2 separate regions of the Mus musculus genome follow, and region 2 is linked to region 1. A link is a contact called in public HiChIP or PLAC-seq data. All regions are on one chromosome and are shown on one strand. Each heading gives the region's core, a stretch centred on a gene start, on an enhancer-like site or on the middle of the called end of the contact. The rest is flanking DNA. Distances are from core to core; before and after follow the strand shown. Region 1 holds the start of Rab5c (RAB5C, member RAS oncogene family). Region 2 overlaps Stat5a (signal transducer and activator of transcription 5A).

Region 1 (3,676 bases), core at 1,001-3,500:
CTGCAAGCACAGCGTCTGACCACTTCTAACTGTATGCTTGGGGGGAACCGTCTCAAGGTGGGCATACAAATACCACCATCTCCAGGACACTTGTGAGGAATAGGCACTGAGAGCACTCTGGGGGCTTTCTATCTTCACGAGCTCTTGCCCTCCTCCAGGAGTGAACAGGCAGAAAGGCCAACGAGGTGTGAGAAGCAAGAGGGGAGGTGGAGAACAGCCTTAGAGAGGAGGGACTTCCTCTCTGGAGTGCCCTCCCTAGCCCGGCAGATCAGCAACGGACTTCTGCTGGGCCGCTACAATTTCTGAAAGCCAGAAGTGGCTGCAGAACCATGCAGAACTCTAGTGCCTCCTGTCTCACAGACAGCTTCTCCGCAAAAGGGCGCTTTGGAGTCAGAGCTGGAAAGATGTCCGGACAAATGCCAGAAACGCCCATTAGAAGGTTCCCTTGCTTCAGCTAGAACCCCAGGAATCACAATCCACTCCTTGGAAGGTAAGTCTAGCAGAAACCAATCCCTGTAAACAGGCAGGGGTCACTGGCCCTCTCCCTCAGAGGCACATGTTGAACAGATCAGAGAAACTAGGCTAGCTGAATCTCTGAGCCCACAGAGAGAGAGAGAGAGAGAGAGAGAGAGAGAGAGAGAGGATTGATTGATTGTTATACTGACTGAACACCGGAAACTGTCCAGAAGTAGGTTGGAAAGATCTCAAAGCAAAATGTTTAGCCTTTGTGTAGTAAGAAAAGCATCTTAAGTTGATCAGATCTCAAAAAACCAAAAAAAAAAAAGTTGATCAGAGATGCCCAAGGACTGAATGGCTTTCCCACTCTTCCTCCACTGCAAGACAGCAAGGGTCAGCTGTGGCTTCAGAATCAGGCTACTCCTCAGGAAGGCAGTCTCTAACCTGTACTTTGGCCGCATAACAAGAGAACCTTCCAGCTTGGTCAGAGATACCAGCCATTTCACACACTTAAGTCCCAAGGAAAACACAAGAATCCTGTGTCAATACAGTAGGGGAACTGGCACTTTCCAGCACACATAAGCAATTCCTTTACGGACGAAAACTATACCTGCCACGGTGATGTGGACTAACTGCTCTGTGAAAAAGTCCAAGCCAAGAGGGGAGTGGAGACTCTGGTGAGGAATGGACCTGTTGCTCAAGTGTATAGTGGTGTGTGATTCAGGGTGGTTAAGAGATGGTGCCTCAATTTCACACTACTCCTATTTGGTCTATTCTCCACCCCTATAGATAAGCAGGCAGCAGTCTCTCTAAGGAAACCACTCACATGCTCTGGAAGGACAGGGCTGGGCCTGAAGCAGGGGGGAAGGAGGAGGGGAGACAGAAGATAATGAATGGGCAGATCCTCCCTGATCTGTGATCTGTCCCTAGGATTGAGCAGAGCTCAGCTAAATTCTTTAGAGGCAGGAAGACGAACACACACTGAGAGAACTTAAGACAGGGCTGGGGGCATAACGTGCAGTCCAAGGAGAAGGCTGCCATTCCGTCTAAGTGACCCAGAATTCAAACTCTGCTGAGGTCCTCGTAAGCTCAAGAGGAAGTAAGGAACTGTAAGCGCGCAAAAACACTTCTGTGCGTGTACAACACTCTCATTCCGACATCCCCCCCCCCCCATCCCCGCATCTCCGAAAGGAAATCGAGATAAAGATAATTTCAGGGCTGCAGGGGGACAACTGGGTTTTTGGTTGGGATTGGGGAGTGGGAGGCGTAGAACACAGGAAAGGAAAACCAGGAGAGACAGCACTCTCCGTCACCTCTAAAAGAGAAGGGGGACAGGTTCCTTCGCACCTGGTAAAGACTCTTTGATTTTGAAAGCTGAGGGGGTGGGGAGCGGAACTTAAGAGTCCCTCTCTCCCACAAGTGGACTGGACAGGCCAGAGGAGAGCCTCAAAAGACTCCCAAAGGCTCCCGAAGGACAGGTTAGCGAAGGAAAGAGGAGCTCCCCCTTTGGCCTGACGCCCTGGTGAGCCCCTAAGAGGGGGCTACGGGTCGGGGGAGGGGTCAGTGTCCCCCTAAGCTAAGGTTGGGCAGGAGGAAAGGGTACCCCAGGGAGGCTACCACACAAGTGAGACACTGGCCCTGGGACAGGCACACTCACCGCGGCTCCGGGCAGCAGCGTTACTTTGGGCCGGGGCTTCCACAGACTCCGCTCCTCTCCCCCCCACCCCCGGCGGTGTCCCAGGCTCCGGCCTCCACTTCCGCCTTTCAGCCGCTCCGGATCCGGATCTTCAGCTCTGCCCCGCCTCTCTATATTCCCAGGTGACTGACAGAAAGAACAGACCAATGGGAGACACTCCGATCCTACCCACAATCAACGCGGGAAAGGAGGGAGAGTGCGCGCGAGGGATGGCGGGACTTGTAGTTCTCCGCACAGGGAGGAGCCGGGGGCTGCCTGGCACTTGGGTTTTGGGTGGAACCGGCTGCCGGTGGGGCGGAGCCGGTCCAGGCCTGCTTATCGCGTCACTGCCAGTTCCAAGTGCCGCGAGGGAAGGCGTGTGGCTGAGCTTTCCAAGAGAGCAGACAGAGGGCTGTTCATGCAGAATTGAGAAAGGAAAAATATGATGTTCACGTAGCCGCGCAGACCGGTCGTGTGCCCTCGGCAACTTGGAGAAGCCAAGCCCGCCCAGGAGGCTGATTGTTGAGGACATTCTATTATAGGAAAGGCGATGGAGTCAGGTGTAATGGCTCGATCCGAAGGCAGAGGCTTGCAGATCTCTGTGAGTAACAGCTAGGGTTATGTAGTAAGATCCTGGCTTAAAAAAAAAAAAAAAAAAGAAAAGAAAAGAAAAAGAAAAAAGAAAGAAAAAAAAAAGGTGATGAAATCTCTGAGAGCTCTATAGAATGGGCTCTCTGGGGGCTAGCGAAACGGCTCGACAGGTGAAGATGCTTGCAGCCAAGCCTGACTGAGTGCCGTGCCCAGGACTCACATGGAGTAAGACAGACTCCCACTAGTTGTCTTTTGACAACCACCCATCCACCCTCCCTCCCGCTAAATACTTGAAGAAATGTAATTTTTTTTTTTTAAAAGAAGGAGTTGTCTAGAGGATACTAAATGGTTGAAAAGGAGACCTGCTGCTGCCAAGGGTTGCTCTCACTCTCTCTTCCTTTCACATGGGCTCTCACTATGTAGTCCTGATTGGCCTGGAACTTACTTTGTAGATGGGTTGTATTTGAATTCACAGAGATCCTCCTGCCTCTACTTCTGGAGTGCTGGGATTAAACACATGTGCAACCACCACGACAGACTAAGCTTTCTTTCTTAGGCTCTGTTCCCAAATATACCAGACCCCCTCATCTCCCTCACTCTGCCCCCAGTCAGAATTAGCGCTCCTTCAAAGACTACCTGTGTTCTCTCTACCCGTCACTATAGATGAAAACCACTAACCCTTCTACCACAGGTCAGTTCTGTTTCTGTTGCTTCTAATTCCTTCTGTATGAATTAGGACCACTTTTTGTTTGTTTGTTTTTTGTTTTTTGTTTTTCGAGACAGGGTGTCTCTGTGTAGCCCTAGCTGTCCTGGAACTCACTTTGTAGACCAGGCTGTCCTCGAACTCAGAAATCCTCCTGCCTCTGCCTCCCTAGCGCTGGGACTAAAGGCATGCGCCACCACGCCCGGCATGAATTAGGACCACTTCTGTTTAACCTCATCCTCCAACACTGG
Region 2 (4,010 bases), core at 1,074-3,573, 140 kb after region 1:
CAAACAAAAACAGGGGCTGGAGGCCAGGAGAGATGGCTCAGTAGTTAAGAACACTGGCTGCCCTTCCGGAGGACCTGGATTCAATTCCTAGTGCCCACAGAACAGCTTACAACCATCTGTAACTCTGGTCCCTGGGGATCCAATACCCTCTTCTGGCCTCTATGAGCACTGCATGAATATGGGATATACATACATACATACATACATACATACACACACACACACACACACACACACACACACACACACATATATATATATGTACGTATGTATATATATATATGTATATATATACATATACATATATATATATGTATATATATACATATACATATACATATACATATATATATATATATATACACATGAGGATAAAACACCCATATACATAAAATAAAAATAAATAAATCTTTAAAACAAAACAAAAAAAGAGCTGGAGACTGTTTCAGCAGCACCTAAGAGCATTTGCTGTTCTTGCAGAGGACCCAGGTTCTGTTCTCAGATCCTACACTGGATGGCTCACACCCACCTATAACTCCAGTTGCAGGGGATTCGACGGCCTCTCTGGCCTCCACAGTCACCTTTCTGGATGTGGTCTGCAAATCCAGGCATTTGGGCACATGCATGCACATGAGAAATCTTTAGAAACAAAAATGTGGTACTTGCAAGATGGCCTCGCTGGTGCAAGCTCCTGCTTTATGGTCCTGAGATCTTGAATTTGATCCCTAGAGCATACAGCAGACGGTGAAAATAGAAGAATTGTCCTTTGATGCCCCCATGCATGCTAGAGCAATATGCTCTCTCTCTCTCTCTCTCTCTCTCTCTCACACACACACACACACACACACACACACACACTTGTAATAATAAAAAATAAAATACAATTTAGAAAGCAGGTTAGGGAATCTACCTCAGTTGGTAGAGTGTCTGCTTAGCAAGCTGGAAACCCTAGTTTTGTTCCTCAGCACCATCAAAACAAAACAAAACAAAACAAAACAAAACAAAACCCAGGAATAGTGGTGCACGATTGTAACCCCAGAGATATAGGTCAGAGGAGCAGTTCATCCTTACATAGGGAATTCACAACCAGCCTGGGATACATGAGACCCTGTTTACAAAATAACACAACAACAAAAAAACCCACATAAAATATAAAATATCAAAGCCATTCAGTAGTGGTGCATATCTTTGATCTCAGAGGCAGAAGCAGGTGGATTTCTGAGTTTGAGGCCAGCCTGCTCTACAGAGTGAGTTTCAGGACTGTCAGGGCTACAAAGAGAAACCCCATCTTGAAAAACAAGGAAAAACAAATGATAGAGCTCTGAGTGCTCTTGCCTCAGCCCAGTTACCCCGTGAACCTCTGTAGATTTGCAGGCTCCTGACGGCTGGGTTCAGCAATTACTTGGGCAATAGGCTAAAAAGAAATATACCCTTGGGGCTCTGTAGTTTTGCTTTAGACCAAAGTCGTGCTATATAGACTAACCTAGCCTTGACTCCACAGCCCTGCCTCCATCTTCCCGACACTGGGACACTAAGCATAAGCCAACAAGCCTCGCACACGCTGCCTGGGCTTTGCTCATGTTTAGAACGGTTGGAAGGGTCTGTGGTTGAACAGTGGGTTTGCGATAAGGGTCAGGGGTCTCAATTCTCCTGCACAGGGCACACTGTGTTGAAAACCTTCAACCCTTACTCTCTGACCTCCATAGACCCTGTCCCTCCCTGTGGTCGTTATCGTCCATGGCAGCCAGGACCACAATGCTACTGCCACCGTGCTGTGGGACAATGCCTTTGCTGAGCCGGTGAGTTCTTCTGGGTTCACTCCCTTGGCCTGTAAGCCCTACAATTGTCCTCAGGTTAGGCCCCAGAGCTGAGCCAGACAGTGAGGCGGGCAGGGTGAGGCGAGTGCCTGTCCCATTGGCTGGCAGGTCCTAAGGGTCTAGCTAGGTTTCAAGCATATCTCAGGGGTGTGTGTGTGTATACACATTTCCAGCTCCCTCAGTCTTCCCTTTCTTATCTTTTTTTTTCCTCTCCCTCTCAGGGCAGGGTGCCATTTGCTGTGCCTGACAAGGTGCTGTGGCCGCAGCTGTGTGAAGCGCTCAACATGAAATTCAAGGCTGAAGTACAGAGCAACCGGGGCTTGACCAAAGAGAACCTCGTGTTCCTGGCACAGAAACTGTTCAACATCAGCAGCAACCACCTCGAGGACTACAACAGCATGTCTGTGTCCTGGTCCCAGTTCAACCGGGTGAGAGGCTGGCCACCAGAGCTAGCTATCTGCCGTCTTGAGGCTAGCAGCCCATCCTCCACTCCCAACCACACTCCCCATAATCAGGAGGGGTTGACACTTAGACCACAGAAATGCAAACAGGGACCACGAGGCATCAAGTTCAGCCATGTGACCCGAAGCAGGATGATAAGGGGAGCCCTGAGCTGAGATCTACTCACGAGCCCGCCATTAATTTTGAGGCCTTTGGTGCCTCCATTTCTCCATCTATTCATGAAATGATCTCGGTGGATCTGGCCAGCACAGACAACTCTTCTTAGCTTCTGCCCCACTCACAGGATAGCCCCATGTATAGAAACTTGAAGACTTGAGTGTGTGTGTGGGGGGGGTTGCGGGGGGGGGTCAGTTCATGCTCTGCTGAGCAGTTGGGAGCAGGCGTGGTGGGAGCTGCTGTGACGTGGGGTTTCCTGGCGCTCACAGGAGAACTTGCCCGGCTGGAACTACACCTTCTGGCAGTGGTTCGACGGGGTGATGGAGGTGCTGAAGAAGCACCATAAGCCCCATTGGAATGATGGGTAAGAATCAGGACCCTGGGGGCCTGCTGTGGGTAGAAGGCTCTGTGAATGGTGCCTGCCTACCCAGCAATGACGCCCCATGTACCACCCGCCCAGGGCTATCCTGGGTTTCGTGAACAAGCAACAGGCCCACGACCTGCTCATCAACAAGCCGGACGGGACCTTCCTGCTGCGCTTCAGTGACTCGGAAATCGGGGGCATCACCATTGCTTGGAAGTTTGACTCTCGTGAGTTCCCATCTTGCTCACACTCCAACCCCTTGAGTTCTTGTCTTCCATCTCTTCACTCCCGTATCCATCAGCACCCCTGTCGTTAGCCAGCTCCCACTTCCGGTAGAGGCAGGAAATGAGCTTAAAGTATGGGAGGCGTGGGAAGGGAAATGGCTCCACATGACTTTTGGTCTCCAAGAACCGAAAACCACTGACTTCACAGACAGCAGACACCTGGTGAGACCCTCAAGTTTCATGCCGTCCTCACCCCTTCCATGCTGTTTGCTGAGTAGAATGTTCCAGCATGAGCTTCCTTGAGTGAGGAAGGAGGAAGGCGAGGGTTGCAGGTCATGCTGAGAAAGGCTCTGAATTTTTTTAAAGCAGTTCTTCCTAAAATCCCATGATCCTCTGGGACTGGGCGCTTTTGGAACAAATTGCTCCTTTTGCAGCGGACCGAAACCTCTGGAATCTGAAGCCATTCACGACGCGAGATTTCTCCATTCGGTCCCTGGCCGACCGGCTGGGGGACCTGAACTACCTTATCTACGTGTTCCCAGACCGACCCAAGGACGAGGTCTTTGCCAAGTATTACACTCCTGTACTTGGTGAGTCCCGCTTCCAGGAGGGCTGGCCGGGGCCATCTCCTTTATGGGCTTTGGGTCTCAGCATGGAGGATTTCAGGGTACACCTGAGGAGAGAGAAAGGGAAACCTGCCCCAGCTTGCTTCTCTCCTGAGCAGAAAGCTTCTCTCAATTCTACACCCACCAAGGAAGAGGCGAGAGCCAAGGGAGGAGCTGGGGCCACGCCCATGAAGAGTTACTTTTCTGCCCCTCTAACCAGCAGCTCTCAGCACTTTCGCGACCCCCACAACCCGCCCCAAGTTAAATTATCTTCCTGGTCCATTGGTGGGGTTTGTATTTTGTTGAAGCCGTTTCCTTGGCAGGCATGCAAATGGTCAGGAAAGAAACCAGGAGAGAGGATAGGGTTGAAGGAAGCCAGGGA

What was found. HiChIP or PLAC-seq counts read pairs in DNA pulled down with a chosen protein or histone mark.
Region 2: an H3K4me3 HiChIP or PLAC-seq map of the SCID.adh cell line shows a contact between it and region 1, with 19 read pairs. The contact joins the enhancer-like site here to the promoter of Rab5c in region 1. A contact is called at or near these places in 7 of 39 promoter capture datasets (the 3T3-L1 cell line, the HPC-7 cell line, HPC-7-derived erythroid cells and 4 more), 1 of 15 datasets of contacts at CTCF or cohesin (the NIH/3T3 cell line), 10 of 484 Hi-C or Micro-C datasets (B cells, the G1E-ER4 cell line, the HPC-7 cell line and 6 more), 16 of 115 datasets of contacts at active chromatin or transcription factors (the 230-238 cell line, CD8 T cells, the HPC-7 cell line and 11 more) and 3 of 9 other capture datasets (adipose tissue, liver and pancreatic islet).

What each region holds. Positions count from the first base shown.
Region 1 is chr11:100,735,965-100,739,640 of GRCm38.p6, forward strand. Rab5c (RAB5C, member RAS oncogene family) reads right to left here and starts at 2,251. Exons shown (of 6, transcript NM_024456.5): 1 at 2,114-2,251.
Region 2 is chr11:100,877,573-100,881,582 of GRCm38.p6, forward strand. It overlaps Stat5a (signal transducer and activator of transcription 5A), which reads left to right. Exons shown (of 20, transcript NM_011488.3): 13 at 1,707-1,799; 14 at 2,039-2,245; 15 at 2,705-2,799; 16 at 2,896-3,026; 17 at 3,458-3,613. Among named protein-coding and RNA genes, the nearest start is that of Stat5a, 20 kb to the left of the region's middle. Within about 2 kb of position 2,324, at least 16 of the 459 cell types and tissues checked have an H3K27ac peak or open chromatin away from gene starts, as enhancers often do. A contact at or near this core is called in the P5424 cell line and the SCID.adh cell line, where this site is marked.